Linked DNA regions of Sus scrofa: region 1 is linked to region 2. The links are chromatin contacts, called in public Hi-C maps. All regions are on one chromosome and are shown on one strand. The core of a region is the stretch at or near the end of the contact, and the rest is flanking DNA. Distances in the headings are between cores, read along the strand shown. Region 1 has its middle 65 kb from the start of FBRSL1. Region 2 holds the start of LRCOL1 (leucine-rich colipase-like protein 1).

The links. A called contact is a pair of places that touch in the nucleus more often than the background predicts.
Region 1: a contact with region 2 is called in a Hi-C map of alveolar macrophages, with 2.7 times the contacts expected there. The contact joins the enhancer-like site here to the promoter of LRCOL1 in region 2. A contact is called at or near these places in 22 of 47 Hi-C or Micro-C datasets (alveolar macrophages, blood, brain and 12 more).

What each region holds. Positions count from the first base shown.
Region 1 is chr14:23,040,727-23,044,002 of Sscrofa11.1, forward strand. No RefSeq gene overlaps it. Among named protein-coding and RNA genes, the nearest start is that of FBRSL1, 65 kb to the left of the region's middle. Within about 2 kb of position 1,880, at least 35 of the 83 cell types and tissues checked have an H3K27ac peak or open chromatin away from gene starts, as enhancers often do. A contact at or near this core is called in alveolar macrophages, embryonic fibroblasts, fetal liver and 3 more, where this site is marked.
Region 2 is chr14:22,869,477-22,872,685 of Sscrofa11.1, forward strand. It overlaps LRCOL1 (leucine-rich colipase-like protein 1), which reads left to right and starts at 1,438. Exons shown (of 5, transcript XM_021073241.1): 1 at 1,438-1,788; 2 at 3,054-3,169. The coding sequence starts at 3,062.

The DNA of each region.
Region 1 (3,276 bases), core at 630-3,129, 170 kb after region 2:
CAGCTGGAAACAGAGGCACAAGCTTCCTGCTGTGGAGATTTCCGGCAGGAGGCAGGGTATGAGCCTGTGAATAAGGCAGTGGTGGATTGTCCAGGTCGTCCAGACAGCCGCTCCTTGGCTGACATCTGGGAACTCTGGTGGGCCTGCTGTGAGGAGGCACCTTTGACTGTAGGGGGTGTTCCAGCTGCATTATATCACCCTTAGATTGTGGCACTGGTTTGATGCCCTTTTATTTATTTTTTTAAATTAAAAAAATTGTTTTTTCTTTTTAGATCTGTACCTGCAGCACATGGAAGTTCCCAGGCTAGGGGTCGAGGCAGCTGCAGGCCTATACCACAGCCACCACAACATGGGATCCTTAAGCCACTGAGCAAGGCCAGGGATAGATCCTGCAACCTCATGGATATTTGTCAGGTTCTTAACCCACTGAGCCACAATGGGAACTCCCGCTTCTTACATTTTTTAATCCAAATCTATGTATTACTTTTTCAAATTAATGATGAAGGTGGCATCATTCCCTAAGGTTTGTGAGGGATAAAATGACACAGGCCTATGCCTGCTCTGTGGCCATGCCCTCCACAGCTTGGGGTCCGCTAACAGCTTGGCATGTTCAGCAGAGCTGACTTCTAAAAGGGCATCAAGGGAATTCCTGCTGTGGCTCAGCAGGTTAAGAACCGGACTAGTATCCATGAGGATGTGGAGTAGATCCCTGGCCTCTCTCAGTGGGTTAAGGATCCGGCGTTGCCGCTGAGCCGCTGAGCTGTGTAGGTCACAGACATAAAAAGACAAAAAAAAAAAAAAAAAAAAAAAGTAAGAGGTACAAAGAGAAAACGAAAGTAGCATGTTTTCTGCTGCCGGCACCCCTGACCGCTGCCTGGAGATGACCACTGTTTCCAGGCTTTTCGGGTAATGAGGGCAGGGCACAGTCAACCCTACACTGGTTCACAGGAATGTCTGTCCCCCAGCCTTGTCTGGGCTGGTGCTTCCAGAAGCTTCTTTTCCTCCTCTCACTCCTTTCCAGTGGACACTTAGGTAGCCCTTCTGCCAGCCAGGCAAGCCCCTGGGTGCTGAGAGTTCAGCTCATCTGCCATTCCAGGGACCCTGAGGAGTAGGAATGGCTGCTCTCCCATCTGCAGATGAGGACGGGGCCCAGAGAGGTTGAGTCAGCCACTGAGGTTGCCCAGCACTCAGGAGGCAGAGTTGGGATTTTGACCTGGTATCCACACTGGGGCCCTGGAAACACAGCGCAATTGCCCTGGAGACTTTCTCTGGATGGAGATGGGAGAGGGTGATAAGGGGTCCTTGACTCAAGGTCTCCTTGCAGGTGGGAGCTGAAGGCATCCACATGGCAGCTTTGTGAGCCTTGTGGGGTCCCAACCCCTACTCTCTGTTGTGGGGATCAGGGCATCCTGCCTGCTGCCCCCTACAACATCCCCCTCCAGTCGGATCCCTCCTCGCTCCTCTTAGGGAGAATGAATTTAGGCAAGTTGGTGAACTGACCGGGTGGTGGGGGCGTGGGGGGGGTTTTCAGGACATCAGGGCTCCTCAAAGGGGAGTAGGGATGAAAGGGTCTTCATGAAAGGGTCGGTGGGCCGGCGGTCCTCTTTGCTGCAGAAGTTGGGTTTTCACGCCTGGTCCGGGATGGTTAAGGGAGGCTGGGGGGTTCCAGTTTCCAATTCCTACCTGGACCAGAAATGGGGGTCTCTCACGTCATCGCACTCATTTGGCAACTCAGATACGGGTCTGGGGGAGGCACCGGGGTGGGGACACCGGATGGGACTCTGTATGGTGGTCACTGCCAGACCAGACCCGGGCAGCAGCAGCATCAGTGGGAGCCTGTTAGGACTGCAGCGCAGCCCCGCCCCTGGCCTGAGTAGGCGTGGTCTGAAGTGGGCGAGGAGACCCTCGTCCCCGTGTGAGTAGGGGAGGGGGCAATGGGATTCAGTCTGAACCGCTCTATTCACCAGGGGCTGGGAGGGCAGCTCACAGGGAGGCAGCTTTGATCAGCAAACAGCACCTCCGCCGCGGTAAGACCTTGCTGACTGTGTGGGGCTCCCACTGCCGGGTTCCTGCTCCGGGTGGTTCGGCACAGGGCACGGCCAAGCGCGACACCTAGTGGACAGAGGGGACATCGCTCACAGGGCTCCATCACCCTAGATGTCCCCGCAGCCCGGATGGACCCTTCACCCCGGGTGCGCCCGTCAGCCCTACCAGCCCTACCAGCCCTACCAGCCCTACCAGCCCTACCAGCCCAGTGGCCAGTGCCTTTCCCAGAGCCTTTTCTGTGTGGGGGTAGAGCGAGGAAAGGGTGGGTGCCGCACTGGAAAGCATCACCGCGGCTCGAGATTCTCATTCCTCAGGCAGAAAGCGCAGAAGCCAGGCCACCTGGAGACCCAGGTCTGGCCTCAGACCCCCGGGCTTGCTGTGCTTTCGTCCAAGGTTGTGCACGCCCAGCCTGGAGCCGGGGTTCTGGACCCTGGCCCATGCTGGGCATGGGGATGCTCCGCCTTCTCGTCTTCTCTGCTGGGTGTGGGCGGGGCCCGTAGGGGTGGAGTTCCCAGGCCGGGATGCTTGACCTCCTCCCTGGCTTTTGGCAGCTGTCCTAGGACCTCGCCCAGGCGGGTTCTGCCCTGCTCCGGCCCAGACCCTCCCCAGACACAGCCACCTGCTCTTCCTCTGGTCTGTTCCTATTCCCACCAGGGTCTTCAAGGCCAGTGGATGTGCAGAGCCACATTCAGCCCCGCCTGTGCCTTCCCCAGTGATGGACGTGGTGGTGAGATGGCTCTGTGACCTAGCGAGGAGCCCAGCCCTTCTGGAGGTCCAACAGGAGTAATGAGACAGGCCTGTGAAGGCCCTGGGGGCCACAACCCACAGTCCCCTCCCCCTCTCCCGAGGTGGGCTGAGTGACTCCCTTCTGGACAGAGGAGAAGCCCCAGGGCAAAGGTCAGCAGCAGCAAGTCACCTTGACAGCAAGCACCCCAGTGCTTCACCTCTGGGCAATTATCGCCAACCCACAGCCCCATTCGTGGGGAAACACCAGAGCACTCCGACATTCAGGAACTGCCTAACCAGCGCTCTTCAAGAGCTGTCAAGGTCAGGTAAGGTCAGGACAAACCACAGAAGGGACAGCCTAGACTGATGAGGATGCTGCTGGTTCCCAGCCATCAAACAGGAGCGGAAACCAGCCTGTAGTCTAGGTAAGGGCAGTGTGTCACTGTCACTCTTCATCTTGACAGTGAACCGTGGGAGGCGAGGTATGAACCTACCCACAGGCTC
Region 2 (3,209 bases), core at 188-2,687:
ATCCGGCGTTGCTGTGGGCTGTGGTGTAGGTCGCAGATGCGGCTCGGATCTGGCATTGCTGTGGCTGTGGTGTAGGCCGGCAGCAACAGCTCCGATTAGACCCCTAGCCTGGGGACCTCCATATGCCGTGCGTGAGGCCCTAATAAGACAAAAGACAAAAATATATATATATATATATATTTCCTTTTCTAAATAGCTTGAGATAAAATTCACATACTATATACTTCACCCATTTAGAGTGTATAATTTGTTGTTTTTAGTGTATTTACAGAGTTGTGCAAATATCCTCATGATTGGTTCATCTCCCCATAAGAACCCGCACCCCCATCTCCAGCGCCGCCAGCCTCCCCCCGCCCCCCCACCCCCGGCGACCTACCTGGGGGTCGTGTCTGCTCCGTAGTCTCACTCTCAGCTCAGTCAGCCTGTCTGGGATCATGCCTCCTCCTGATCTGACCTGGGTAGGGTCTGGGACAAGGTGCTGACCCCTGGCCTAGACCCTCCAGGGACTCCGGAGCAGCCTGCTTGAGGCTCCAGCCAGCCCAGCCACCATGTATGTGTGGGTGGAGAAGCCGAGTCTGCAGGTCGCTCCACCAGCCCAGCCGCCATCCGACTCCAAGTGAGACCCGGCAGCTGAGCCCAGTCAACCCTCAGAAGAAAATCACATCTTGCCCTTTGGGCCACTGTGTTTGGGGGCCTGTCAGGCAGTGGTCAGCCACTAGACTCTGTGCTGAACAAGCCCATCACCCCCTGATAGCAGAACCCAGGGTGGCCCTGGACTCCCCATGCCTTCACCTCCCTCACCTTGGTCAGTGCCCAGACCTGGCTCCTAATTCCCACCCCCACCCCCGCGGGCCTTGGTTCAGCAGCGCCAGCCTCTCGCCTGCCCCACGTGGCCCCAGAGCTTTCTGAGATGCTCCCTGGTGCTGTGTCCTTGAGCCAGAGTCTGCTCAAGGGGCTCGCCGGCACTCCAGGCCTGACCCTCCCACCCGCCCCAACACCCAGGCCCATCCTCCTCTTCTGCCTGGACCCCCACCCTGCCTCCGCCCACCTGGGGAACCCCCCTCTGAAACCATCGCTCCCCTAAAGGCAACCTCCACTCTCCATCACCTGTTGACAGGCCGTTTGACAGACAGGCTGACAGACCATCCTCGACCATTTCTAGACCAAGACCTCCTTCCTAGGGAGTTCCCGTTGTGGCTCAGCAGGTTAAGAACCTGACTAGTATCCATGAGGATGCAGTTTTGCTAAAAAGGAAAAGTGAAGGAAAAAAAAAAAAACCTTCCTAGGTGATAGGGTGCGACGAGAACACAAGGTCTTTTCCTCCGCAGACCCCGGCAAGCTGTCAGTAATAAGTCAGTGAATATTAACTGAATGAACAGTGTGTGCAAACCCCCCATCTGAGAACAAACTGAGCTGGGAACCCATAGACCCCCAGGCAGGTGGGAGGCGGCGGGAACTGAGAGTGAAAGGCTCTAGGGGCCCTTGACCAGAAGTGGGGTGTCCCTCATGATTCTCATGTGGGCCAGAGGCCCACCGTCAGGTTTGGCCTGGCCACTGGCCCCTGGCCACAGTACATTCTGTCTCTTATTTGGAAGGATGACTTGCCAGTGAGGGTGAAGGTGGAGGGCAGGCACGGGCGGAGGAGGGGCTGGGAGCTGCGCCAGCGATTCTGGGCAGCTCTGCCCTGGGCTCCTGGGGACTGACGCCTAGGTGGGCACCTTTCCGGAAGCCACAGCCTGACCAGTCTCACTTCCACACAGAGGAGTAGGTGGGACCCAAGAACAAAAGGTAGGGCCACCGTGTACCGAAGCCATTGTCAGCTTGGAGAGGGTTTTCCTGCGGAGGATGGCAGTTTCTGGGTGAGGGCCCAGTGCCTGCTTGGGCCCACGGCAGGGTGCCCCTTTGTCACCTCTCTTCCTTAGCACCAGAGGTGAAGCCGGCCTCCCCACTTAGGAAGCGAGAGAGGTAGGGTAGGTGGGGCCCCCAAACATGAGGGGTTTATACTGTGGTTTTATAATATCATTTATTGGGATAAGTAAAGTTTTGGGCATAATTTGGCATCAGGCTTTTAAAATTTTTTTTATTTTTTTATTTTTAGGGCCGCATCTGTGGCATATGGAGGTTCCCAGGCGAGGGGTCTAATCAGAGATATAGCTGCTGGCCTACACCACAGCCACAGCAAGGCCGGATCCTTAACCAACTGAGTGAGGCCAGGGATCAAACCTGCAACCTCATGGTTCCTAGTCAGATTCATTTCCGCTGTGCCACGATGGGAACTCCCTGGCATCAGGCTTTTATTTGACAGATTGAGATACTAAGGAATCCTCCCTGGCATTGATGTTTGGAAGACAAAACTGTGGGAAGACACCTGACCTGAGAGATTTATAAATTGATATCCAAAAAGAGAGACTCTACACATAGAAGAATACTTAGAAATAAGTGGGGGCTGTGAAGTCCAGAGAAAACTGCTCTGGGACCCTGAGAGTAGGCCTGTGATCTTTTTTTAAAAAATTGTGGTAGGAGTTCCCGTTGTGGCTCAGTGGTAATGAACCTGACTAGTACACATGAGAATGCAGGTTCAGTCCCTGGCCTGGATCACTGGGTTAAAGGATCCTGTGTTGCTGTGAGCTGTGGTGTAGGTCACAGACGAGGCTTGGATCCCATGTTGCTCTTGCTGTGGCTGTGGTATAGGCCGGCAGCTGCATCTCTGATTGGACCCCTAGCCTGGCAACTTCCATATGCCGTGGGTATGGCCCTAAAAAGAAAAAAAAGAAGAAGAAAAAAAAGAAAATAATGTTTATTTATTTATTTTTTTAAATCCATGTTGGGAATTCTCCTCTGGCACAACAGGTTAGGGATCCAGCATTGTCACTGCTGTGGCTCTGGTCACCATTGCTGTAGTGCAGGTTTGATCCCTGCCCCCAGAACTTCTGCATGCCATATGTGCAGCCAAAAAAGAAGGAAAAAATAATCCCTTTTGATGGAGAAAGATTGGGAAGTGGGGGTGCCATGAGCCTGGGGCAGGGACTCCAGAGCCCTCTGGGTACCCTCAGGCCGAGTGATGGTGAGCCCTGGGCTCCTGCTGCTGCTGCTGCTGCTGCTGCTGCCCTGCATGCTGCCCTTGGCCTCGTTGCACACCTGGAAGACTGGGTGGCATCAGTTCCACAAGGTACCATGCCCGCATCACCCAGGCCCACTCAGGGCACCCC